Linked DNA regions of Mus musculus: all the other regions are linked to region 5. A link is a contact called in public HiCAR-type, HiChIP or PLAC-seq and promoter capture Hi-C data. All regions are on one chromosome and are shown on one strand. Each heading gives the region's core, a stretch centred on a gene start, on an enhancer-like site or on the middle of the called end of the contact. The rest is flanking DNA. Distances are from core to core; before and after follow the strand shown. Region 1 holds the start of Bhlhe41 (basic helix-loop-helix family, member e41). Region 2 has its middle 41 kb from the start of Gm38926. Region 3 holds the start of Aebp2 (AE binding protein 2). Region 4 holds the start of Rassf8 (Ras association (RalGDS/AF-6) domain family (N-terminal) member 8). Region 5 holds the start of Etnk1 (ethanolamine kinase 1). Region 6 has its middle 12 kb from the start of Gm38926. Region 7 holds the start of Kras (Kirsten rat sarcoma viral oncogene homolog).

The links. Promoter capture Hi-C pulls out the DNA fragments that hold promoters and counts their contacts. HiCAR-type assays count read pairs that join an accessible place to other places. HiChIP or PLAC-seq counts read pairs in DNA pulled down with a chosen protein or histone mark.
Region 1: a HiCAR-type map of astrocytes shows a contact between it and region 5, with 3 times the contacts expected there. The contact joins the promoter of Bhlhe41 here to the promoter of Etnk1 in region 5. A contact is called at or near these places in 4 of 39 promoter capture datasets (hippocampal neurons, liver and pre-B cells) and 1 of 115 datasets of contacts at active chromatin or transcription factors (astrocytes).
Region 2: a contact with region 5 is called in a promoter capture Hi-C map of hippocampal neurons, with 2.8 times the contacts expected there. The contact joins the enhancer-like site here to the promoter of Etnk1 in region 5. A contact is called at or near these places in 3 of 39 promoter capture datasets (hippocampal neurons, liver and pre-B cells) and 1 of 115 datasets of contacts at active chromatin or transcription factors (embryonic forebrain).
Region 3: a contact with region 5 is called in a promoter capture Hi-C map of embryonic stem cells, with 6 times the contacts expected there. The contact joins the promoter of Aebp2 here to the promoter of Etnk1 in region 5. A contact is called at or near these places in 3 of 39 promoter capture datasets (embryonic stem cells and pre-B cells), 5 of 484 Hi-C or Micro-C datasets (B cells, embryonic stem cells, myocytes and 1 more), 8 of 115 datasets of contacts at active chromatin or transcription factors (the NIH/3T3 cell line, bone marrow-derived dendritic cells, embryonic stem cells and 2 more) and 3 of 9 other capture datasets (adipose tissue, embryonic stem cells and liver).
Region 4: a contact with region 5 is called in a promoter capture Hi-C map of pre-B cells. The contact joins the promoter of Rassf8 here to the promoter of Etnk1 in region 5. A contact is called at or near these places in 7 of 39 promoter capture datasets (the 3T3-L1 cell line, 3T3-L1-derived adipocytes, embryonic stem cells and 3 more), 1 of 115 datasets of contacts at active chromatin or transcription factors (astrocytes) and 1 of 9 other capture datasets (adipose tissue).
Region 6: a promoter capture Hi-C map of liver shows a contact between it and region 5, with 2.3 times the contacts expected there. The contact joins the enhancer-like site here to the promoter of Etnk1 in region 5. A contact is called at or near these places in 3 of 39 promoter capture datasets (hippocampal neurons, liver and pre-B cells) and 2 of 115 datasets of contacts at active chromatin or transcription factors (astrocytes and thymic regulatory T cells).
Region 7: a contact with region 5 is called in an H3K27ac HiChIP or PLAC-seq map of stem cell-derived neural progenitor cells, with 8 times the contacts expected there. The contact joins the promoter of Kras here to the promoter of Etnk1 in region 5. A contact is called at or near these places in 2 of 39 promoter capture datasets (the SN4741 cell line and neutrophils) and 3 of 115 datasets of contacts at active chromatin or transcription factors (large pre-B cells, stem cell-derived neural progenitor cells and thymic regulatory T cells).

Annotation. Positions count from the first base shown.
Region 1 is chr6:145,863,575-145,866,781 of GRCm38.p6, forward strand. Bhlhe41 (basic helix-loop-helix family, member e41) reads right to left here and starts at 1,846. Exons shown (of 5, transcript NM_024469.2): 1 at 1,632-1,846; 2 at 1,423-1,486; 3 at 1,002-1,109; 4 at 557-668; 5 at 1-164. The coding sequence starts at 1,693.
Region 2 is chr6:145,305,996-145,309,434 of GRCm38.p6, forward strand. No RefSeq gene overlaps it. Among named protein-coding and RNA genes, the nearest start is that of Gm38926, 41 kb to the right of the region's middle. Within about 2 kb of position 1,391, at least 159 of the 459 cell types and tissues checked have an H3K27ac peak or open chromatin away from gene starts, as enhancers often do. A contact at or near this core is called in hippocampal neurons, liver and pre-B cells, where this site is marked.
Region 3 is chr6:140,622,139-140,625,258 of GRCm38.p6, forward strand. Aebp2 (AE binding protein 2) reads left to right here and starts at 1,364. Exons shown (of 8, transcript NM_001005605.2): 1 at 1,364-2,206. The coding sequence starts at 1,557.
Region 4 is chr6:145,745,080-145,748,521 of GRCm38.p6, forward strand. It overlaps Rassf8 (Ras association (RalGDS/AF-6) domain family (N-terminal) member 8), which reads left to right and starts at 1,708. Exons shown (of 5, transcript NM_027760.3): 1 at 1,708-1,887. It overlaps Gm15704 (a long non-coding RNA gene), which reads right to left and starts at 3,295. Exons shown (of 4, transcript XR_869590.3): 1 at 1,949-3,295; 2 at 741-955; 3 at 370-558.
Region 5 is chr6:143,165,509-143,168,887 of GRCm38.p6, forward strand. Etnk1 (ethanolamine kinase 1) reads left to right here and starts at 1,722. Exons shown (of 8, transcript NM_029250.2): 1 at 1,722-2,128. The coding sequence starts at 1,973.
Region 6 is chr6:145,358,693-145,361,907 of GRCm38.p6, forward strand. No RefSeq gene overlaps it. Among named protein-coding and RNA genes, the nearest start is that of Gm38926, 12 kb to the left of the region's middle. Within about 2 kb of position 1,764, at least 46 of the 459 cell types and tissues checked have an H3K27ac peak or open chromatin away from gene starts, as enhancers often do. A contact at or near this core is called in liver and thymic regulatory T cells, where this site is marked.
Region 7 is chr6:145,248,383-145,251,743 of GRCm38.p6, forward strand. It overlaps Kras (Kirsten rat sarcoma viral oncogene homolog), which reads right to left and starts at 1,849. Exons shown (of 5, transcript NM_021284.6): 1 at 1,667-1,849. Gm15706 (predicted gene 15706) reads left to right here and starts at 2,147. Exons shown (of 2, transcript NR_045598.2): 1 at 2,147-2,407; 2 at 2,830-3,361.

The DNA of each region.
Region 1 (3,207 bases), core at 596-3,095, 2.7 Mb after region 5:
GGCCACGGCATGCAGGTGGCTGACGAGCTGTGCGCAGCGCGGCTCCCTGGGTGTCCAGCTCTCAAAGCGCGCGAGGTATTGCAAGACTTCTTTGGCGCAGGTTTGAAACCCCGAGTGGAACGCATCCAAGTCGGCCTGGACCGGCGATTTCAGAGAGCGCTCCCCTAGGGTGCACGGGGGAGGGAGGCGAGAAGAAAAACCGCGGCGTTAAGACATCTGCTCATCACGTGGGCCCTGCGCTGCCTACAGTGAGCTCGGCTTTTCCTGGGCATTCCAGCGATATAATCCGCAGACTGCCGAGAGAGGAGGGGGTGGCGCGGTGAGGCGCTCTCTTCCTGGCTGAAAAACCCAACTGAAGAGGTGCAGCCGCCACTTTAAATAAAAACGGGGCTCCTCCAGCTCTGCGGGAAGCCTTTGGGATGCTCTGGGTACTTGCCACCAAAGGGAAAGAGGCGACGTTCACCAGGAGAGGACGCAGCGGGGGAGTCCTAGCGTTGCGCCCCCAGCGTTACCCCCTTTTGTATCAGGGCAGGCTGGCTTCCTCAGACCCACTTACCATTCTGTAAAGCAATTATCTTCTGATGCTGCTGCTCAGTTAAGGCTGTTAGCGCTTTCAAGTGCTTTAAAGTTAATTCCAAGACTACTGCTTTCTCCAAATGCCCCAGTGTCTGCAGTGGTGCGACAAAGGGGGACAGGGGTTACTTTAAAACACGCATTTTTATTTCCACGCAGCCCAGCAACTTAAGACAGGCACACACACACACACACACACACACACACACCACTGGGAAGGAAGCGCTGCTCAGCTCCCCACAGTCAGGTCGTCAATGATCTCTGCCATTAGCCCGGAGCCCCTGTTCTGAGTCTCTGGGAAACTCTTAGTTACAGCACAAGTTAGAAGGCAGGCCTCTTAATATTTACATTTATTATCCTATCTCTGGGAATTTTATCAGGTAAATACACCCCGGAGTCCATCAGGAGAATGAAAATGTGCATCTTACTGTCAATTTCAGATGTTCGGGCAGTAAATCTTTCAGCTGAGCAATGCATTCATTAATTCGGTCTCGTCTCTTCTTTTCTATTAATCTGTGCGGTAACTTGTAGGTATCCTTCATACACGAGCCAGAGAAAAGATACAGCAGTGAGCTAAACATTCATTCACTTACTGGATAGAACCCTCCCACCCCAACCCCCAAACACACTATGTAATGAACTAATGCCCAGAACTCTCTCCTCTAGACTTCTAAAATGCAATTTAAATTCAGGTGCGGTGTTGAATATCCCCCGGAGTATCCAGCAAGCCACTTAAAATTCACAGTTAGGAAAGCTCAGGGCTGGAATATATTTGCGGGCAGAGTTTCCTTGCGAAATCAATGGCCCTAATTAACTATCCAGGCAGGTTATGGGAAACTTAAGACTTACCTTGGTATCGTCTCGCTTCAAGCTCCTTTTGGGTTTACACATATACAAAGAGGAATAGTCCAGTCTGCAAAAACAGAAATCAGCATCAGGCCCCCATTCCGGGAGGGGCTCTGCCCTCACCCGCTCCATATCACTTTGTGCAGGGGATTAAAAAAAAAAAAGCCAAACCGACGCCTAGACAGATATTCGCAACGGTGCGTACACCTTACCCTATAAAATCCCTATGTTCCAGTAACTGTCTCTCTTGCAAATGAGGGATTCCTTCGTCCATGTTCAATGGCTGTCCGTTTCGATTTGGAGGTTTCTGTCCTGTAATCTGTGGGACGGTCGCCTGGAGAGATTTTGGGGGGATGTGTGCGTCTCCAGGCTGTCTCGCTCTCCCTCTTCAGTGCAGTATTGAAAGTGTGAAGCAGTTGGCCGCCCCTCCGCCCCGTGCTCGCTCGCTCGCCCTCTCGCACACCCGCGCGCGCACACCCGCGCGCACACACGCACTGCGCTGGTAGTTTGCTCTCACTCCGGGCAGTGTTTGGCCACAGGGCACGCGCGTCGCCGGCCAGACCAGCACCCAGCTCACGTGCGGAACGTACCATCCGCGGTCCAGCCCGGAGGGGGGCGGGGAGGAGGGGCCGGGAGGGGGCGGGGACACCTGATTGGGGCCACCTGGAAGGAGCGGCCACCCGGCGAGCCGTTCGTCTTCCCCGAGGCGCTGCAGGGCGCGGGGGCGGGGCGGGACGAGGGGCTCCCCCGGCTCGTCCAGCATCTCGGTGCAGAACCGAGGACGTGGCCTTTGGCTTTCCCACCAATTGCTGTTGGTTTGGGCCAGAGAAAGAACGCGAATTCGTGGTGGCTAAACTTGAGCGGGGAAGGAAAATTCGGAGATTTTGCTCATTGTTTACTGGCCAGGGGTGAAAGAAGGGTCGGGTAGAAAGACACCCTTTAGGTCAGGCTGGAGACCTACCCTGAAAAGGGGGTGACTTGCAATTTGCTTCCCGGATTTAAGATCAGTGAAAATGTAGACACTGATTCAGAATGTCGCATACCAAGTGGTTCTGGCAACAGTGTCCCCGGGCCACCTAAACTTCCCGCAGCAGCCGGAATTGCGGTGACACTAATCACACAGAGGCAGATGACGTTTGGGGCCTCGGGTGCTCCCGGGGGAGAGCAGGGAGGGGGAAGGGTGGCACAGGGCAGGAGGCACGCAAGGACTGTTGCGGGAAAGCCACGCAGTCCGGGTCCTGCCCGCCCCAGCCTGCGAGACACTGTGCTGCCTCCCGTCTCCCTCGTGCGATAAGCCACGCCGAGAGTGTGGCGAGCCCACGTTTACTACTGGCACCTCCGCGGCCTCCCTCCTTAATCCTGTCTCCAGCGGGTACCAGCACAGGGCCGGCAACGTGATGCGACCTGCGGCGGCTGCCACATCAGCGCGCAGGGATGCCGTGCGCGCGCCCCGTGTCCTCGGGAGCTCGGTCCACACAGCTGGGGACAGCCGTCCCCAGGTGCTCAGTGTCCCCACAACTCAAGCTAAATAAGAATCTGAATTCCATCCCCGTGGGCAGGGAGACCCCAGGTTGCTCCTACACTAATTTCTCAGAATTGACAATCACGTTCACTCTCGGACATTCGCTATCGCCAGCGGCACGAGAACCGAGAAGGAACCTGGGCCCCAAATGCACGCGCACTGGAGCGCAGCAGGGCCAGGGCAGCGGCGCTTGGGTTCCGGGGACGGATCTGGGTCGCGGGCCAGGGCGGCTGGAGCGGGTCACGTGCCGGGAGCCTCCTCCCCGC
Region 2 (3,439 bases), core at 141-2,640, 2.1 Mb after region 5:
CATGTGTGTCCATGTATGTGCATGTGTGTATGTGTGTGTCTGTATGTGAAACTCCTCAGAGAGATCTCTCTGCTTTGTGCTAACCTGAAACATTAATAAATGAAAAAAAATTGAAAAGGTGATGGTTTCTCAAACTTTATGCTTTATGGATTTAAAAGAGACCTTTTACAAGCAAAAGTCAGCTCTGATAGCAAAGGCCTATAAGTACTTGGGAGACTAAGGTAGGTGAGTCTTGAGTTTAAAGTATTTCTGGTTACATAGTAAAAGCCTGTCTCATACAAAACCAAAAAACAAAGAGAGAGGGAGAGCAGCTAAAGGGATGGTTACATCATCATCGCCACCACCACCATCATCACCATCATCATGAAGTAAGGTTAAACACTTTAGGCCTACCCAAACTGTGAGCCCTAAGTACATTTCTTCATGAAAACATCTAGCTGAAAAAGCATTTTGGGAAGGAAGGTGTGTTTGCAGGTAACAATCTTCCTGCCTGCCCAGCACTTTCACTTCCTCCACGGTCCTTTCTTCCCCTTTCGCCTCGGCGTCCATGGTGCTGGGATTAAAGGTACAAGCCTCTGCACCCGGCTGCAGGTTATTCCTTTTGATATTTGACTATAGTTTATTATTTTGTTCAGCCAATAAATATAATGGTGTTGGGCAAAAAAAAAAAAAAAAAAAAAAAAAAAAAGGTTATCAGGGGAATAACCTCATAGTCTGCTGATGGAGAGGCCCATCAGAAAGGATGTGGACAGACTCGAGCAATGCAGGCTTCTGCTCCAGGAAGAGAAGCTGTCACCCAGCCATCTCCTCGTGGGCTCTAAATCTATACACGCAACTGAAGCCCGTGATTCAATGCCCCCACCGCTCTCCTCTATTCAAACCCTGGGAAATGCGGCTTGTGTAACAGAGTCTGGTGTCATCGTAAGCAGAAATGCAAACAGGGACAGAAACCGCATGACGTGGCTCAGCTGTCAGCTGCTGAGCCTGCGAGTTTATAGCATGCCTATTTTTATCCTCGGATGTGAATAAATGCTGAAAATTTGTTCTTTGTTTCATTCGTGAGTCTGTGCACATGTGTGTGTGTGTGTGTGTGTGTGTGTGTGTGTGTGTGTGTGTGTGTGTGTGTGTGTGTGTGTGTGTGCCTTAGATGTATTTGTCCTCACTGGCCTGGAGCTTGCTGGGTTAAGCTGGGCTGGCTGGACAGTGAGCCCTGAGGGGCTCCTCACTCCACACTGTCACACCAGCTTTTCTGTGTAGGTTCTGGGAACTGAACTCAGGATCTCAGCTTGCTACATTTTACCAGCCAAGCCTTTTCCCAGGCTCCAGTTTGCTTTGTGATGGTCACTCTGGGCGGGCAGCAACAAACGCTGATGAGGATGTGGGGAAAGAGGAACCAATATCTACTGTTGGTGGGAGAAGAAACTGCCGTAACCACTACGGGGTTCAGTATGGAGGTTCCTCACAATACTGAAAATAGAACTGTCACATGACCAGCCGCACCACTCTGGAGCACATAGCACAGATCCCTAGGTCGACACGCTACAGAAACATGTGGCCATTCACGGTTATTGCTACAGCATCTGCAAAACTCACAGACTGGAGCCTAGATATCTATCAGATGAAAGAATAGAGAAGATGTCACCCATACGCACAGTGCAACTTTATACAACCCTCAAAACAACTCGACAGTGCATTTGCTGAAAATGGATACAACTGAAGATTGTGAAAAGTGAAATAAGCCAGACTTTGGGAGACAAACATCGAGTGAGAATATATATAATGTAATATATAATATAATGTATAATATACATAATGTTATATATATAAGGGAAAATATTACTATATGTCTTAGGGTTACTACTGCTGTGATGAAACACCATGACTAAAGCAATGTGGGGAGGAAAGGGTTAATCTGACTTCCACTTCCATCTTACAGTTCATCATCAGAGGAAGTCAGGAATTCAAACAAGGCAGGAACCTGGAGGCAGGAGCTGATGCAGAGGCCATGGAGGAATGCTGCTTACTGGCTTGCTCCCCAAGCTTGCTCAGTCTGCTTGCTTACAGAATCCAGGACCACCAGCCCAGAGCAGGGGTGGCACCACTGAGGTTCCTCCTTGTGGTGGTTTGAATATGCTTGGCCCAGGGAGTGGCACTATTTGGAGGTGTGGCCTTGTTGGAGGAAGTGTGTCACTGTGGTGGGGGTGGGCTTTGAAGCCCTGCCCAGTGCAGGAGTCAGTCTTTTCCTAGCAGGCTTCCCTGAAGATGTAGAACTCTCAGCTCCCCCTGCATCATGCCTGCCTGGATGCTGCCATGCTCCCACCTTGATGGTAATGGACCGAACCTCCGAACCTGTAAACCTAATAAGAGTCGCCTTGGTTATGGAGTCTGCCCACAGCAGTAAAACCCTAACTGAGACACTCCTCTCAGATGACTTTAGCTTGTGTCAAGTTGATAAAGAGCTAGCAGGCACACCATGGTAGAAGCTTTTGGATCCTAATTAACTTCATTTTACTGATTTCAAAACGCAGTGTGGTAAAAGCCAGTCTCAACAGAAGTGCATGAAGGGAGCCGACGATGCATGCATGTAATAGGAACCACAGGACCTCAAAGGCAACGCCTCAAAAGCCGTCTCGCAACTTCAGATGCAGATTGGACACTTCAGAGCTCCTCTGCAGTCTCTGGGTTGGATCCGGCCACATTGCCTAGCGCAGAATACCTTACAACTCTCTCTAGGTGTCTGATGTTTTGGGATGCCATCTCTCTTAGCCTCAGTGGCAATTCACAGGCATGATTTTGTTGATAATCCTCAAACCCACAGGGACTAAAGCTCACAATCCTGTCAGAAGCTTTGAGTGTTTACCACTGAGTAAACATGAACACTTACACCATTTGCATGAATAAAATATATGATGGGATATTTTTATCTATAAATACAATAAACAGAGTTGAATTGTGTAAACATGGGATGTAATTCTGGTTCATATTTTTTTTCTTCCTCTGGGACTGGATGGTTTGATGCATGTTTTTGAAGGGTGTTTTCAGCTCTGAGATTTTATGAGTATTTTTTCTGTTGGAAAAAAGCAGCTGCCTCTTATAGCCCCTCATCTGGAAGATCGAATTGGAGTCTGGCTTTGGGGCCCTAGGCATTCATTGTGTACTGTAATTTTTCAAGAATATGTAGCTTGCCCATAAAAATATGTCTGTGGGATGAATCTTGGCACATGACATTTCAGTAAGAGAATATATTTAGTAATCCATGAATGTTTAAAAGAGTAATGTGCAGAGGAGCTATTTTTAAAAATCTGGGTGGCAAAAAACCCATTGGTTGTTATTGCCGCCCTACGAATGTGTTTGGCCATAACTAAATATCAACTTTAAAATTTATTTTGTTAGAAAACATTTGAGAAGCAAGGATTTGGGTGAGCCCCTTTGCTGACTC
Region 3 (3,120 bases), core at 114-2,613, 2.5 Mb before region 5:
TGTACACTAAGATATTTGTGGGGCGGTTTCCTTGTGGCCCACACTAGTTGGCCTCAAAGTTGCAACAATCCCTTCTAGCCTCATACTACATGTTGTTTCTTTTATTATGTTTATTTTTTAAATTAGGGCAGTGAATTCTAGAAACATGAAAATACTCCACCTGGGGGATCTCTCTCTCTCTCTCTCTTTGTGTGTGAAGATCTACTAAGAATGAATGAGGGAATGCTCTCTGAGACTGCTTCCCCACTCCAGAGCATCAGATGTGCCCCGGAGTCAGGGTGTGATGTGGGCTGCTCACCAGCCTTCCTCATAAACTCCAGGTCTTTATTTTACAAAAAGCTTATTTACAAAGCATTCCCTTACCGAGAAGTTCAGGAAGATGCAATGCTTCCCTAGCTGTAAAGGGAAGGTTTGACTCTTGCCTGGGGATAGGGAGGAGCCTTTCATTAGTAGGAGTAGTAACCTCTTCCCTGCTTTCTTCTTCACACCCTCCCTTTTTGTGAGGCAGGATTTCAGTTTGGCCTGGAACTCGCTATATAGATCAGGCTGGCCTCGGAATCTCGGAGACCCTCCTGCCTCGGCCACCCTAGGGCTGGGGTTAAAGGTGTGCCTTTTAGGTGAGGTACCTGTGTGCACCACCCACCAGACTGGGAGGGAGGCCGGGAGATGTGGTCAGAGCTGCTGGGATTAGACAGTTGTGAGCCGCCTTGTGGGTGCTGCAAACCGACCGCCGGCTCCTCTGGAAGAGCGGTTAGAGCCCTCAACGGCCAGCGCTACACCCCAAGAACTCAGCCTGCCTACAAGTGTCACCCCAGATTTTATTAGAAGCTCCAGGACTTAAAACCTGCGAGGATCTCGAGCCAAAGCAACGCCCGCCTCGTCTGAGCTGCCCTCCTTGGGTCATTGGGACATCGGGACAGGTAAGCAAGCCTGGCTTGCGAGTCAAGCCTCTGCCTCCGCGGTGTGGACATCGGCTCGGCGCTTCAAAAACAAAAAACAAAAAAAAACCGATTTATCGAACTTTCTGCACATGTCTGAGACCTGTCTTTTGAGTATGGCAAGCGCTCAGACGGCCAGACACTTGCTCCACTTACGGCTTCCTTCTACAGGACACCACCTCCCCCGCAAACCACACACACACACTCTCTCTCTCTCTCTCTCTCTCTCTCTCTCTCTCTCTCTCTCTCTCTCTGAGCCGATGCTTCTCCTTCTCTCTGTAGAAGTCCAGGGCTGTGAAAATCCCCACCGACTTCGGGTTTCGAGGGCTCGTCCCGCCTCCGCCCGGAGCGGGAAGGCGTGGGAAGGCCCAAAGAAACTCTGGAGGGGCGGGGCCGCCGCGGCGCGCAGGCGCGCTGCCTCCTCCGCGTGAGTGCGCGCGTTCCGGCGCGTGTCCCCGCGCGGGCTCCGTAGCGCGTGTGCAGCCTGACGCAGCCCCGCGGGCCCTCCTCCCGCTCTGCGGCGGCCGCGCGGAGTTTGGGGCGTGCGGGCGCGGAGCGGGGGGTGGCGGGGGCGAGGAGGCGGCGGCGAGAGGAGGCGGAGGAGCAGCAGGCGCCGCCATGGCCGCCGCGCTCGCCGACATGGCCGACCTGGAGGAGCTCTCCCGCCTCAGCCCGCTGTCCCCCGGCAGCCCCGGGCCCGCGGCGCGCGGCCGGGCCGAGCCGCCGGAGGAAGAGGAGGAGGAGGATGACGAGGAGGCGGAGGCAGAGGCGGTGGCCGCGCTGCTGTTGAACGGGGGAGCGGGCGGCGGCGCGGGGGGCGGCGAGGCGGAGACCATGTCGGAGCCGAGCCCCGAGAGCGCCAGCCAGGCGGGCGGGGACGAGGACGAGGACGAGGAGGACGACGAGGACGAGGGCAGCAGCAGCGGCGGCGCGGAGGAGGAGAGCAGCGCCGAGAGCCTGGTGGGCAGCAGCAGCGGCGGCTGCAGCGGCGACGAGACGCGCTCGCTGAGCCCGGGCGCGGCGAGCAGCAGCAGCGGCGATGGGGACGGGAAGGAGGGCCTGGAGGAGCCCAAGGGACCGCGGGGCGGCCCGGGCGGCCCGGGCAGCAGCGGTGGCGGTAGCAGCAGCAGTAGCGTGGTGTCGAGCGGCGGCGACGAGGGCTACGGCACCGGGGGAGGCGGGAGCAGCGCGACCTCCGGGGGCCGGCGGGGCAGCCTGGAGATGTCGTCCGACGGGGAGCCGCTGAGCCGCATGGACTCGGAGGACAGGTCAGTGCGCCGCCAAGGGGACCCTTCCCGGACCTCGACGAGGGGGACTCAGGGGACTTCTTCCTGATTCGAGGGGACTCTGCGTGGATCCCGTCTAGGGGACTCCTCCCGGACCCCACAGAGGGGACCTAGGGGACTCCTCTTGGACTCCATTGAGCTGACTTCCTTGCCCGATCCCCTCCCATCTCCTGGACCCTTTGGCCCAGCGCGGGGCGGGGGGCGGGGGGGACCCTTCTAGCAGCGATCCCTTGCTCTGTAGATTCCCGGGCTCCGCCGAGGGGACCGAGGGGACTTTCTCGCCGCAGTCCTTTCCGTTTCTTGCTTCTCCTTCCCTGCCCCGCCCGCCTGCCCACCTTGGGAACGGCTTCGCCGGAATCTCCCCTGCCCCAGACTCTGGGACCCCAGACCTGGGGACTTTCTCTCCGGGATCTCCCGCCCCCTGATTCTCAGCCCCTCCCCCCCAGATCTCAACTTGGAAATCCCGGGCGGCCGCCGCGCCCCTCTTGCCGCTGAGCGGCTTCCAACTCCTCACCATCCCCCCTCAACTCTCCTTTCCCCACCCTCCTTTCCTCGGCGCGCGGTTCTCCTTTCGGATCGAAGGACGACTCTGTCCCGGAGACAGCCCCCCCAAAATGGCCCAGACGCCCCAGCCGAGCTCCAGAGGCCCTTGATGTACACCTCGGTACACAAGGTTAGCTTCGTGCATCGGTGTTCGGGAACACTTGTCAGAACTGCAATTGACAAGTGTTTTCCAATATGGCTGGTCTCCTGGAACTCACAGAACTAACTTGTGCAGGGAGGAGACCCCCACCCCTGGCTTTGCTTTACTTTTAAAAAGAACTGCTGGTCCGTTATGTGTAATCTCTGCTTCTCAGATCCCTCACATCTGTCAGTTATATCATCTCAGGGGATTT
Region 4 (3,442 bases), core at 458-2,957, 2.6 Mb after region 5:
ACAGAAGTGAGAAACTGGAAGTCCTTTTTCATATCCTTATTTTGATGATAAGAAGCAAGTGCCTAGGCAATAAAGGGAACATTTTACAACTGGAATGCATTCTAGCCTCTCTCCCACTGTATGCCACACCATCTCTTTCCAAATTAATAACTACTACTGAGCTTCGGGCATGTGTGAGCATTTCTAGCCCAAAGACTGAATTTTGTCCACTTCAGGCACTGCATGACAGAAAAATAGTGAAACAACATATGAATTTGCACTTCCAGGTCAATGTTCCGATGTCCTTTGCTGATTAAAAGCTATTTTTAAAGGTGTGTGGGTGCATTTTTTGAATCTGAGCCCAGTTCTTTCTAAACTTTTGTTACTCACCTCTGATTCATTTGCCTTTTTTCCCCTCGTTGTCTGTTGCCTCTATCATGGCCTGCTGCTCAGGGAGGTGGGGGTGCTGTTGCTGAATCACAGCTACTCAGGAAAAGCAATCCAAACTATGCCTTGGAGAATGCTCGACTTAGACTTCTTTCTCTTTTTTGACAGTCCCATTCTGTAGCCCAGGATGCCCTGGAACCAAAGAATGTAGCCCAGGCTGTTCTTGAATTTCTGGCAAAATTCCTGCCTCTCTCTCTCTCTCTCTCTCTCTCTCTCTCTCTCTCTCTCTCTCTGTGTGTGTGTGTGTGTGTAATAATATATGATTCACTCTTTGAGGTCTGATACTGCTTGTTGCTAGGGTAACATATACTGACCTCGAACTTGTGACAATCCTCTTTCCAGTGATCCCAACTCTTTTAAAACCTTTGTTACATTCGATTCATTCACTTCATTTTTTTTTTTTTTTAATCTCTCCTCACTTGCAACGGTCATCACTGGTTGCTGCGGTGGACATCAATTCACAGTTATTCTACAGGAAAAGCCATTCAAACCAGTCCTTGGAAAGGCTGGGCCGTTTCTCCCTTCTTTCCTGTCAGCAGACGCAGAGCGGTCAGCTGCAAGGTCTCACTGGCCTGGCGACCCCAAGCCTGCGAGCGACTGGAGGAAATGTTTAACCTCAGCCAGGCTCCGGCCCACCGGCCTCAGCGCCTCCCACAAAGCCGCACCGCGCTGTCCCGAACCTTGTCTGCAGGCGGGGCCGCCGCTGTAACCCGAGCTGGTGAGGGGTATAACACTGCTCCTCTCTCCAGCGCCGCGACCAGAAAAGGGGCGGAGCCTCTGGCTCTTGGCCCTCCTCCCTGGCCCTCGGCCCGCCCCCCTCTCAGCCCTGCATCCAGCTCTCTCCAGCTCTGCACCCTGCTCTCCCTTGCCCACCTGCAATCACGGCCCTCGGCCCCGCCTCCTCGGCCCTCCGCCCCTCCCTCCCTGGCCCTTGGCTCCGCCTCCTAGGCCTCCGCTCCGCCCTCCCGGGCCGTTCGCCCTGCCTCTTTGGCCCTCCGCCCCTCCCTCCCTGGCCCTTGGCCCCGCCTCCTCGGCCTCCGCCCCACCCGCCCAGGCCCTCCGCCCCGCCTCCTCGGCCCCCCACCACACTTCCCAGACCTCGTCCTCCCTGCCCCGGCGCGGCCTCCCCGGCTGGCTCGCTCTCGCGGCGGCCCTCATCCCGCCCCTGTGCGGGGCTCCGCGGCCCTATCGGTCCCGCCCTCCTTCCTCCGCCCTTCCTCCTCTGCGCCGCTGCGCACCGCCCTCCCTGCCGGGCCAGGCCGGCGTGCGCCCTCCCCGCGCGTCTCTCTGCCGGCTCAGCCCTCCGCGCGCCGCCCTGCGGCCCGGCCTCCTCAGCCCCGGCCCGCCGCTCGCCCTCCGCCGCCGCCGGCCGCGGCCGTCTCAGCCGCCGCCTCAGCCTGGGCGGGCCGGGCCTCCGCCGAGGGCCGTGCACCGGGACTACGAGGACGGGCTGCGAGCGCAGTAAGTACAACTTTCCCGGCCCGCGCCCCCCGCGGCGCCGCTGTCACCCTCGCGCCCTCACCTCGCCTCCCGAAAGTTGGCCCTGCCCGGGGTCGCCTCCTTCCCGGTGTCCTTGGCGAGCGACTTTAGAGGCCACTTTTGTGGGCGAGGGGAATGCGCGGTCGGCCCTCTCCCTCTCCAGATGGAAATCGGATGCTCGCCTGGAGGGAGAGCTTCCCCTCTGGAAAAGGAAAAGTGGCGGTTGGAAGGCTTCTGCATTTTGTCTGAACCGTAGCCGCCCTGCCTCCCCGGTGGCCAGCCCCTCCGGGGAAGCGAGTCGCCCAGAGGCGGCTTGCAAAGTTGGCTGCGTCCTGCACCCTGGAAACTTGCAGAGGGCAATCATAGGAGGCTCAACTTTAAGGGTCGGGGGCTTGGCGTGCGAGGCCGCTGCGGCCCGGTGGTGGGCGGCGGAGACCAGCTAGGGGCTGGGTTGCTCATTTCAGCATCGCCGAGCTGCCCGGGGTTGCGGAACCACTACTTTCCCAGCATCGAACAGCATCAAGGGCTCAAGCCCTTGGATCCTAGGTAGGGTTTAATCGCAGTCAGTTCTGGTCCTAATCTTTGGAGGCACAGAAGGAAATATGCAGGACACGTTTCCTAGCCTACTCCAGCTTGTCAGGTCAGCTCTGCCAACACATCAAAGCCTTGCGTTAAGGAGAAAAAAAAAAAAAATCCCTCCAACCCGCTGACAGCAGGGACGAACACTTAGATACCTAACTGTAGATTGGTGCTCAGCCATTTTTCATGAGACACGTTTTGTCCCAGGGAAGTATATTAAATATGTGGTGATCTCTGCGTTTCTGCCCAGTTTTGGGATGTGTATGTGTGTGTGTGTGTGTGTGTGTATGTGTATGTGTGTGGGGGTGTAGGTAGTTTTTCTTTCTTCTTTAAAAGTCTTTAATCTGTGGTTGCCAGGGGTTGTGATCGTACCTTGGAGGCACAGAAAACCGGCACCTTTCCTGTTTTGTTTTTTAAACCCAAAAACCTGTTCTTTGCTGGAGGCAATCGGGAATGTCAGCCCACTGCAGGGTGGGGGTGGGGGTGGGGTGCTGATAAACCCAGGAATCAGGGCTCCGGACAACTGCGCTAGCAGTTTGGGAAGTGGTTTGTGCTTTATCCTCTAGTGGTCATGTTAATGGTTCTTGTGATCGTATATATTTCCATGGGGAGCTACCCCTAAACCTCAAAAGTACACACGGCCAATACTCCATTTAAGAAGACTGGACACGCTTTGATGATTCTTCTACTGGAGGATCAGATTCAACACAGTGTAATTTGCAGTGTAGGTAATTAAATCTTTTCTAAAAATCCTCCCAATCAGTCACCCCTCCCTTGAAGAGTCTCAAGATGGTACTTTCCGTACCGGGCTCAATTGGCCATAATGGACTGAGATCTTTGCCATCAAGCCCTGTTTCTGGGCTACAGGAGCTTTGGGGGACAGCAGAGAGCCCCTAGAGGGAGCCAAGTCACGGGGCTGACTGTGCAGATAGGAAAGGTTTTCAGTTAGTGTCAGTGT
Region 5 (3,379 bases), core at 472-2,971:
TCTGTTATTTTAGTCTCATTAGATAGAATACATAATCTAGTGTGTCCTGTAATACTCCCCTTACCGTGTGTGTGTGTGTGTGTGTGTGTGTGTGTGTGCGTGTATGTGTGTGGGTGCGCTCAGGGTACTGAAAGTAGGGCATTCTATAGTGGTTTTTTTTTTTTTTTTTTTTTTTTTTTTTTGAGTTTTTCAAGACAGGGTTTCTCTGTGTAGCCCTGGCTGTCCTGGAACTCACTTTGTAGACCAGGCTGGCCTCGAACTCAGAAATGCCTGCCTCTGCCTCCCAAGTGCTGGGATTAAAGGCGTTCACCACCACTGCTGGGCTACATAGTGGTTTTTAAAAACACATACTCAAGTCTGGAAAATGGTCAATAAATTTACAATGTTGCAAAAATGCAGGAGTGGATTTCCCACTTTTTAGTGTAGGAAGTTTATCATTATCTCAGACTTATTTGTGACTTACAAAGGTATGTAGCCTCATTCAGAACAATGAGAACATAAATGTGTGCTAATGGGTAATACAACATTTGATCATTCACAAGTTATTCACTTGTACTCAGCCCCGGGGAGGCCAGAAGTCAAGGTGAAAGTCACCTCCATTGTCTCCGTCATAAAAGGAAAGCACAAGGGCGGACCAAAAACTTGTAGATGATCCGGTTGCCAGTATTTCTCTAACAAGCAAAGAGCAGAGCCTTTCTGATACAGGAGGTTTCATGTAGCCGTGCGAGTCCCAGGACGCGCTATGATTTAGCATGACAGATCTAATTTTCTTTCCTTCCAATTCCCTCCGAGTCTCTACCTTATATAACCGGCTTTGAATAATTCTCAGCAACGTCAACTATCTGACCCTTAAAATGAGTGTTTCAGTCGTCTATTATCGGTCGGCTGATGACTAAGTATATCCCGGGCAAACCTGGAACTCACTATGTAGCCCGGCTGGTTTGGAACTCGTGGCAATCCTGCCTTAGGCACCTGAGAACTAGGACAGGTATAGGTCATCACACCACTGTCACCGGTTTACTCTCACTTTACGTAAAGTTTGCCCCAAATACTGTGATTTCTATGTACCGTCAAAGGGAACTGGGTTGCTGAACCAAGCAAGCATGTAGTTCTGTGCACACAGCTTCAGGAACAAGGCGAGCAAATTAATCCAGCTTGGCCGGTTGAGGCCAGGCTAAGCTCACAGCTTAAATTTAGGGTTATTTCAGGACGTGCCTTCTGCGTCCCGTAAGAACGTCAGCCCTAAGTAAGCAGAGCCCACGACCCTAGTGATCTAGAAAGGTGACGCTTCCTTGACTCCTGACAGGGCTGGGTAGCACTCCACAGCTCATCGGTAGAGTTCGAAAGGGCTCGGCAGAGCTCGACAGCGCTCCGGCAGAGCTCGGCAGAATTCGGTAGGGCTCCGGTAGCGCTCGGGCAAGGCTCGTTAGAGCCCCGGTAGGGCTCGGCAAAGCTCGACAGTGCTCCGGCAGGGCTCGGCAGTGTTCGGCAAGGCTCGTAAGCGCTCCGGCTGGGCTCGGCCGCGCTCGGACTCCTTCGGGTGCAGGAGCCCAGCCAACCCCACAGTAGCGGAGTGCCTGGCGGTGCGCGCTCCCCGAGACCCCGATCCCCAAGAGCCCCGAGGCCCGCCCATTGTGCCGCGGGGTTCGCCACCCCGCCAGCCGCCTGACGCAGCCGAGGCTCCGCCCCCGGCGTGACGCTAGCGTCAGGCCAGTCCCGGCATGCTTCGCGGCCGCCCGCGGTCTAGCGCACTGAGGCATCTTCCCGAGAGCGGCCGTGCCTCCGCGTCTCTGCACTGCGCACCCCGTCCGGCCGCCCGGTTGCCCCCGCCGCCCGCCCGTGCGTCCGAGCGGCCGCAGCCCTCCGCCGAGGGCGCCCCGGGACGGAAGGGTCCAGCAGCCTGCCGGCGCCCGCCGCGCTCGTGGTCGCCGTCGCCGTGGTCGTCGTGGTCGTGTCCGCCGTCGCCTGGGCCATGGCCAATTACATCCACGTCCCGCCCGGCTCGCCCGAGGTGCCGAAGCTCGACGTGACGGTGCAGGACCAGGAGGAGCAGCGCTGCCGCGACGGCGCCCTGAGCCTGCTGCGGCACCTGCGGCCGCACTGGGACCCCCGGGAGGTGACCCTGCAGGTGAGGCCGGACGGGCACCGGGTTTCCTTCCCGAAGCCGCCGCGTCAGCGACGTCTGCCCGGCCCCTGAAGAGGCTCCCGGGGATGGCTGCCGCGGCCCTCGTCATGCCTCTCCTCCCAGACCCCGCAGCCCATCCGCCTCCCGCGGTCCTCTCCGCTGCCCTCCCTCCCCTGCGCTTCCCTCCCATCCCTGCCTTATCCAGCCCGAGATCTTCCCACATCCCCATCTCCGAGCCGCGGGAGAACAACTCCTTTCCAAAGCGGAATGACCGGGGACCTGCTGCTGCCCACGCCAGGATGCTAGGGAACGCTATGCCGTGCGTTATAGGAAGGCTTGAATTGGAAGGTTTCTAAATTTGTAAAGTCTTAGAAGAATTAATGCTCAGGGTTGGAGTGAGCAGTGGCCTGGGAATATTTTCGTGAGTCAGTGGCTTTAAAGACAAAAATTCTCAGAAGGATACCCCTACCCCCGAAAAGCTAGGATTAGGAAAAAAAAAAGGCACTTGCAAGTTATGATCCACCATACCCACAATTTATCTGGTGTAATTGGTTATAGTTTTTTCAGTGCACAGCTTGTAGGATTACTAAGGTGAATTTCCTTTTTCCTTGCAAACAAGCCAAATTAGTAAAATTTTAACGGTTTGGGATTGTTTTAGATTTGAGCAGTAATTTGTATTATTCAAGACGTCTGTCATTTTGATGACTCCAATACATTGTTGGGGGTTTATACAGGATTTATTGATTTAAGTTTTTTGCTAAATTTTTTTTTTAGTATAATTAAAACATGAGTAGTGTCTAGGCCCCAGAGCAGTTCCTGACACTTGGGGGCTTTTATGAGTTTTAGTTTCGATTCTTGTTAGAAGTGTTCTGAGCAGCTGAAAGAGACCGACCCATATGTTTTGGGGAAGAAACTTGTTAGACAAAAGACTTTGACATTTAAGGTGTGCCTGTTGGCCAAGTATATAGGAAATAGTTGATTCAAAATGATTTTTATGTATAACTTGGAAGATTATTGCATTTCCTTTAAGGAAGTGCTTTTCAAATGGAAGCATATCTGTTTGTGTATTTTTTGCAGTGCTGGGAAAGGCAGCTCTGGATCCTAGGCCAGTGCTCTACCTCTGTATGTAGCCCTCATGTTAGACTGTTAATATAGTGTATTCACTTGCTTGTTTGAGAGGGTTTTAAAATTTAATAAAATCTATTTCTGGAAAATATCTTACTAATTAAAGGCAGTTCTGCTTCCTGGTATACT
Region 6 (3,215 bases), core at 514-3,013, 2.2 Mb after region 5:
AGAGAGAGAGGGAGAGAGAGAGGGAGAGAGAGAGAGAGAACCACCTGGAGTCAGAAGGCATGGGATTCTCTGGATTAGGAGTTACAGGCAGTTGTGAGCCACACAAAGTTGGTGCCAGGAACCAAACTCAGGTCCCCTGGAAGAGCAGCGACCAGTCTTAATGGCGGAACCATCTTTTCAGCCCTAGACCTTTTCTGATCTGGTCACACCATGGTGAGCAAACAAGAAACATGATTCTTGTGTCCCTCTAATCAGGACTTTGGGCTGTAGCTAATGCCTTCCGTGGTTTAGACCTAACTTAGGATCTTGTGATTCATTTAACTGTCATGTCTCTCGAGTCTCCCCTCCTGTGGTTCAACTCTAGCCTTCCTTTCTCTTTGATGACCTTGGCATTTTGGAAAGGACAAGCCAATTATTTTGCAGACTCTCTTTCACTTCGTGTCAGAAGTTTCCTCATGGTTAGATTCAGTTTATGTGTTTTGGCAAAAATGCCTCATAAAGAATGCGTTCTTCTTAGGGTATCGGTCTAGAATGTGAGTGGAACCTGTCTGTCCAAGCACTAAGGACATTCTCTTTGATTGCTAGACGGTGTGTTGCTTAATAACTTTTGCTCCTATAAAGTACAATTTTCAGGAGTTTCTTTAGGGCCAGGGCTTGAAGATGATTCTAGACCAAGGATGTCCCCCTGTAGTGAAAGAGTGTCCAATTCTGTCCAACATGACAGCCAGTGAGTGACACGTTTTGGGCACTTATGACAAAGGGTGCTATTGAAGACATCAAAGGGGGTACAGTCGGAATGTCAGAATGCTCATAAAACAGCCTGTATGTACCAACATCTCCTAAAACAGACAAGTACTGTGCTTTGGATCTTTGGACCAGGGGCTTAGGGCAGAGAACCATGTTCAGAGCTGAAGCCTCAGAGCTCATGGCCCAGCGGTTGCCTGGCGTTAGAGTGGCGCCCGGGAAGCCACCTCCCATCTTTATTTCAGAAGTAGCTGCTCTAGAAGCTCTAGGCAGAGCCAGGGTTAGCGCGACTTCATTCTGTAACCCGGGCTGTAGCCTGTTGTGATGACTGCTTTTTGCGGGGGTGGGGGTCGGGGGAGGGGAGCGTCTGAATCATTCTAAGAAAATGGGGCTTGGTTTGTTCGATGAGTTGGGGCCAGGTGAGATCCTGCAAGAACACTGTGTTGTTCTTGGAAGTGATTAAGGTTGAAGCACAAGTTCGGGGAGAACGATTGTATCCCTCATAAAAGTGGATTCTGTTCGTTTTAAGGTACACAATAGAAGCTGTGGCCCAGACTCGCCCCAAAGGCAGCCTCGAGGGCATTTACACGCACAGATGGGCATGCACTCAGGAGAGCCACTAAGGAAAGCTGACGTTGAAACGCCCACGTCTTAAGCTATCTGCTGTGAACCTCTGCAAAGATTCATTTTTTTTCTTGCCAAATATAGCATTCAGTTACCAAGTGGAATTGTAAAAGTTTACGTTTTCATGAAAATTCCGGTAATGTTTTTTCCCTCCTCCACCAACGTCTTCTCAGTTCACCACTAGAGGGCACTGTTGGCAGTGAGATCAACAGGAAGGAAGCAGAAAATTGTCTAGTGTTTCTTTGTTGTGTGTGTTTTAAATAACTTTAAATTACTTCCTTTCCGTCAGTAAATAAAAACGGAAATTTAAAAGCTACTCTACTTACAGTTTATATGGACTTGTGTTTCCACTCACCTCAGATACATACAAACCTTGAGTGTACTCCATTAACAAAATAAATAAATCATTGTAAAATGTAGTTCCAATTTCTCCCAAATGCTTCCTTTCCCCAGGCACCTCGCACACTCCTGTACATCCTGTTTGGAATGTTTCCCGCACTTGGAAACGCCTTAGTTGGTTTTTTTTTTTTGTTTGTTTGTTTGTTTTGTTTTGTTTTGTTTTAATTTCTGAGCCGGTTAAACAATTTTACTTTCCCAATCACACTTTCCTGTCATTTGCTTCCAGACCCCAGAGCAGCGAGGGATCTTTCTGGTATCTAGCTTAAGCTATTTATTTCCCGTGTACCATATATACATATTCTGCACGCACACACATGCACAGGAAAGCACATTCCATGTCTCCATTTAGAGGTTACAGAGGTGGCAAGCGTGTCTGCATTCTGAGGGCGCATCCAAAGCTGCTGTCTAGCCATAAGCTTCATGCTTTTGAGGAAAACCTCAACGATGACTCCAGGGGCAATCTCTGCCTCCTTTCAGTGAATGCTGGGCCGTGTCACCATCCTTCAGGCTCACACATTAGCCCCGTAGCAGGCTCTAACACAGGCTCACACAGGTTCTGCTTGGATTTAGTTCTAGGAATTGGCCTGAGGACTGGAGGGAGACTGCTGGTTGGTCTATCGGCCACAGGTAGGGAACGACTTCTGTAGAATCTTCCAGAACAGTGGAAGTGCTGGTGCTTACTAGATTTCCTACGTTACTTTCTGTTACTGCGATAGCACCCTGACTAAGTCAACCTGAGGCTGGAGCTGAAGCGGAGGCCATGCAGGAGCGCTGCCACTGGCTGCTCACTGGCTCACATTCAGCTACCTTTCTGACCTGGATGGACTGCCTGCCTAGAGATGGTGCCGCCCACAGTGGGCGGGGCCTTCCTCCAACAACTAGCAATCAAGAAAATGCCCTGCAAACACTCCCACAGGCCAATCTGATGGAGGCGATTTCTCAACTGAAGCTCCCTTCCCCCAGCCTCTCTAAGTTTGTGTCAGGTTGGCAGGTGAAGCTATGACATTAGGTAGGGACACAGAAGCCACAGGAAACTGCAGAGTCAGCATCCATCCAGGCCCCCTCCCCCAATCAGGGCTGTCATTGTCCCTCACACTTGCTCTGCAGCAAACTCACATGGCCCTGGAGTTCTGAGTCCCTTAGATCTCGTGCCCGACTCACAACTCCTCTCGCTGCCTTTCCACTACAGGCAAAATGAGCGCCCTGTGAGTGAGCAGTGGTGTCGTCTGGAACTCCAGCTTTGCAATACACCGCAACAACAGCTCACCACTCACGGTGGTTCAGGGCAAAACTTAGCAGCGGCTGCTTCTGCTACCCCAGGGCATCTTTTCCTGTATGCCCGGATTGCCATCTCTGCCACCACAATCTCCTCCAGTGGATTACTTTCTCAAGTTGCTACTGGACCTGCAACTGTAAAGTCCAAGTTGCCAAGGCCTTCCAGGACTTAG
Region 7 (3,361 bases), core at 599-3,098, 2.1 Mb after region 5:
GTTCTCTAGGCCCTGTAATCACAACAAAGAGAATGCAGATGCAGATATGAGATGTAGATATGAAAGAATACTGTTATGTCCTATGAAGCACAATTAAACAGATTGTTAATGTGTAAAACAAAGCTACTCTAATTCTTTGTTCTAGAAAATTTATTATTTTTTCATTAAAAAATGAATTCATGTTACCAACAGGCACTTTATTCCTAGTTCTAAATAAACTGAAAAAATGTGTTACTTCTAATATAGTAAATATTGGCATGTTCCCCCCCTTCAAGGATTTCTGAGACCCTCAATAATTTGTTTATAGGTGCAAAGGGGTCCCACAGACTAAAATGTTGGCTAATTTAGGGTATACTGTGGACAGATATTGAATCATTTACACCGTAGCTTTTGCTGAATAAAATTTATTGTCGGGTTTTTAAAACTTAGTAATATTTAATTAAGTCCACTAGAAAAAAAAGAAGTCTTACTCAAGAAAAACCTTAAGCCTGAAAGGTTCCCCCACCCACCCACCCCCACCCCCAGTTACAAAAGGTAATAAAGGGGCTCAATTCCAACCAAAGTGGAAAAATTAAATTACTATCCGCCATCTCTTAAAACCAAGGATGCTTGTGAATAGCTACAGTTTCAAATTAAATATATGGATACCTAGCGTATCTGATGTCTATTGTCTATCACATGAGGGGTCAGCAATCAGGCCCTCGGTGGAAGAGTGACACTGGTCATTTGGTGGCAATTTCGAAGTGATTATTATGAGCAGACTTGTTCAACATTTCCTCTCAGATGATTCCTCTACGACAAACACAGCATGCCATTCTGCTTTTAAGTCCTTGCCTTGATGATCACCTTGCTTTAACGGGGCTGGCTCAGGACTTGAGCTACTACATGGGCCTAGGGGGATTTCAGAGGTCGGCCCGAATGCTACAATCAACTCTGGAGTCTGGAAGGGGCAAGGGACAAACCGCAGGACTGAGGGGAGAGGGCAGCAGGCGATTCAAACTTGACGCTGTGAGCCGAGCTGCCTGCGCTCCACTCGGGGAGAGTCCCCTGCCTCGGCTCTCGCCCTTCGTTCCCCCTGTGTTTTCACGACACAAAGCCACTCAGACTTGCCGCATTAACTTTTCTGCTTCCGTGCGGGTCGCTCGCGGGCTTTCCGCGCAGGGCGTGGGCCACCTGTTCTGCCAGCACCATCCCTACCTCCACCTCCTCCTTTGTGGCCGCGGCAATGTCACAGCCCTTACAGGCGTGGGGGAGGGGAGCGGTCGCGAACTCCGCGGCGGACGCCTTTCCCCTCCGAGAACCACGACGCCCTCCGGCCACCGGGTCCGAGCACCTCCCGCCGCGACCTCCCCCGGGGCCCCGCAGCCCGGCCAGGGGAAGCGGCGTCCCCGCACAGCCCGCGCGCCCGACAAGTTGAGCCGGGCGCGGGGCGCCAGGCGCGGATGCCGGGTGCAGCAGAGGCCGGGCGCGGAGGCCGGGCGAGCGCGGAGGGCCCGCCGCGGCCGGGAGGAGGAAGGAAAGCCGCCCCGTCCGGGAAACGGCGGCCGCCCGACCTCGGCGCCCCGCGCCCGCCGCCCCGAGCCGGCTTCATTCAGCGCCGCGGCCCCGCCCGGCCGCGCCGAGCTCCGCACCGGGCAGCGGCCCAGGAGCGCCGCCCGCGCCCTACCTCTCTCCGCGCCGCGGAGCCGCCGCGCCTCAGGCTCCCGCCGCCGCCTTCAGGCCCGCGCCGCGCTCGCTCCGGGTCCGAAATGGCGCGGGAGCGGGACTCCGGGCCGAGCCGCCGCCGCCTTCCCCTGCCGTCTCAGCCGCCGCCACAGCGCTGCCGCCTCAGCCGCCGCGGCCGCCGCCTGCCGAATCGAGCCCGGAGTGCGCGATGGGCCCGGCAGGCGGGCGGGCGGCCGCAGAGCAGGCCGATCGATGCGCTCGGTGCTCCGCGCTGCCTCGGCCGCGCGCGCGGGAGGGAGGGAAGGAGGGAGGGAGGGAGCGGCCGCAGCGCTGGGAGCCCAGGAGAGCGAGGGCGGGAAGCGGCGGCCAGGACGGGCCCGGGCGGGGGCGCGCGAGGGTGGTGCCGAGAGGGCGTCGGCCAACGCGGACCCCGACCCGGGGCTGGCGCTCCCGATAGCCCCGCCTCGCCGCTCGTTCGCACGCGGCCGCCCGCCCCGCTGCTGCTCCTCCGGGCGCGCGCGGCGCCGCCGGGGGCGGACCCCAGCCGCTGGCCTCGCGGTCCCTTGGCCGGACTGTCCGAAGCCTGCAGGCTCCCAACCCGGACCTCCTCTTTTTGTTTTGAGACAGGGTCTCTCTGTGTAGACCAGGCTGGCCTTCTGCCCGGATACCACATGGAGAGCCGCTTTGTAGGAAGTGCCCTCGCTCCACAGGACAGATCCGAGGAGACTTCTCAGGACGCCAGGTAGAAGACATTCATTCATCAGTTACCACCGCAGAGTTAAACAGGGAGGCAAATAAGCGTGCGTTCCTCTAGACCGCACTGATGCCCCTTCTAAAAAATGCCATCAGTTGAGGCCTGGAGAGCCAGGGCCCCCGCCCAAAAGACTGCCCATCCACCCACCCACCGACCGCCGTCTGTCCTCACAGCCCCATCACCAGCCACGCGTGAAACTGTTACACTAGCTCTCTGAAGTGATGTCACTCTTCTTGCACCCTACCTCTCCCTCCCAGCACCAGGTGGGAGGCCCGGGAAACAGGAGGAAGACAGGGAAAGAAAGAACGTGCCTACTCTGTGTCAAGTTAACTGCTAAATGTTTTTGCACATAGCGTATTTAATTATCACAACGCCCCCGCGAGTTAAACATCATCTCGACTATTTTACAGATGAAGGAAGAAATTTACGGAAAGGAAGAAATGGCGGCCACATTCACACTGTTAAGCTGAAGGAAAGATACTAACTCAGTATCTCAGTCTGCCTTGAGCTCCCGCGTGGCTCACAGTTCAAGAACATAAAGGCAAAATTCTAAAATTCTATGCTGCCTTTGACCACTTGCTACCTTACCTTACCTTCGTGTTTCACCTTGACTCCTGGCTGCTCCGAGAATGGGGAGGTTGGCCTTTTCCTCTGAGACTGTCCTCAAAAACTGTCTCCTAACTACCAATGCCCAGAGCTTCCTATATCATAGGCTTTAAGCCTTGTTTAAATGTCTCATTTCTTAAGTGAGAGCTTCCATAAAGAGCGTCTTTGGGACTGCAGTCTCCCCTCAGTCCCCGAACACTACTCCTAGTTTTCTCCAGGACACTCACCACCATTTAATGCTTTAGTATTTCATTTTAATTCTCTTTGGTTTTTGTTTGTTTTGAGAGGGTCTCTATGGAAGAGTAAGCTGGCCTCAATCAAACTCATAGAACTCCT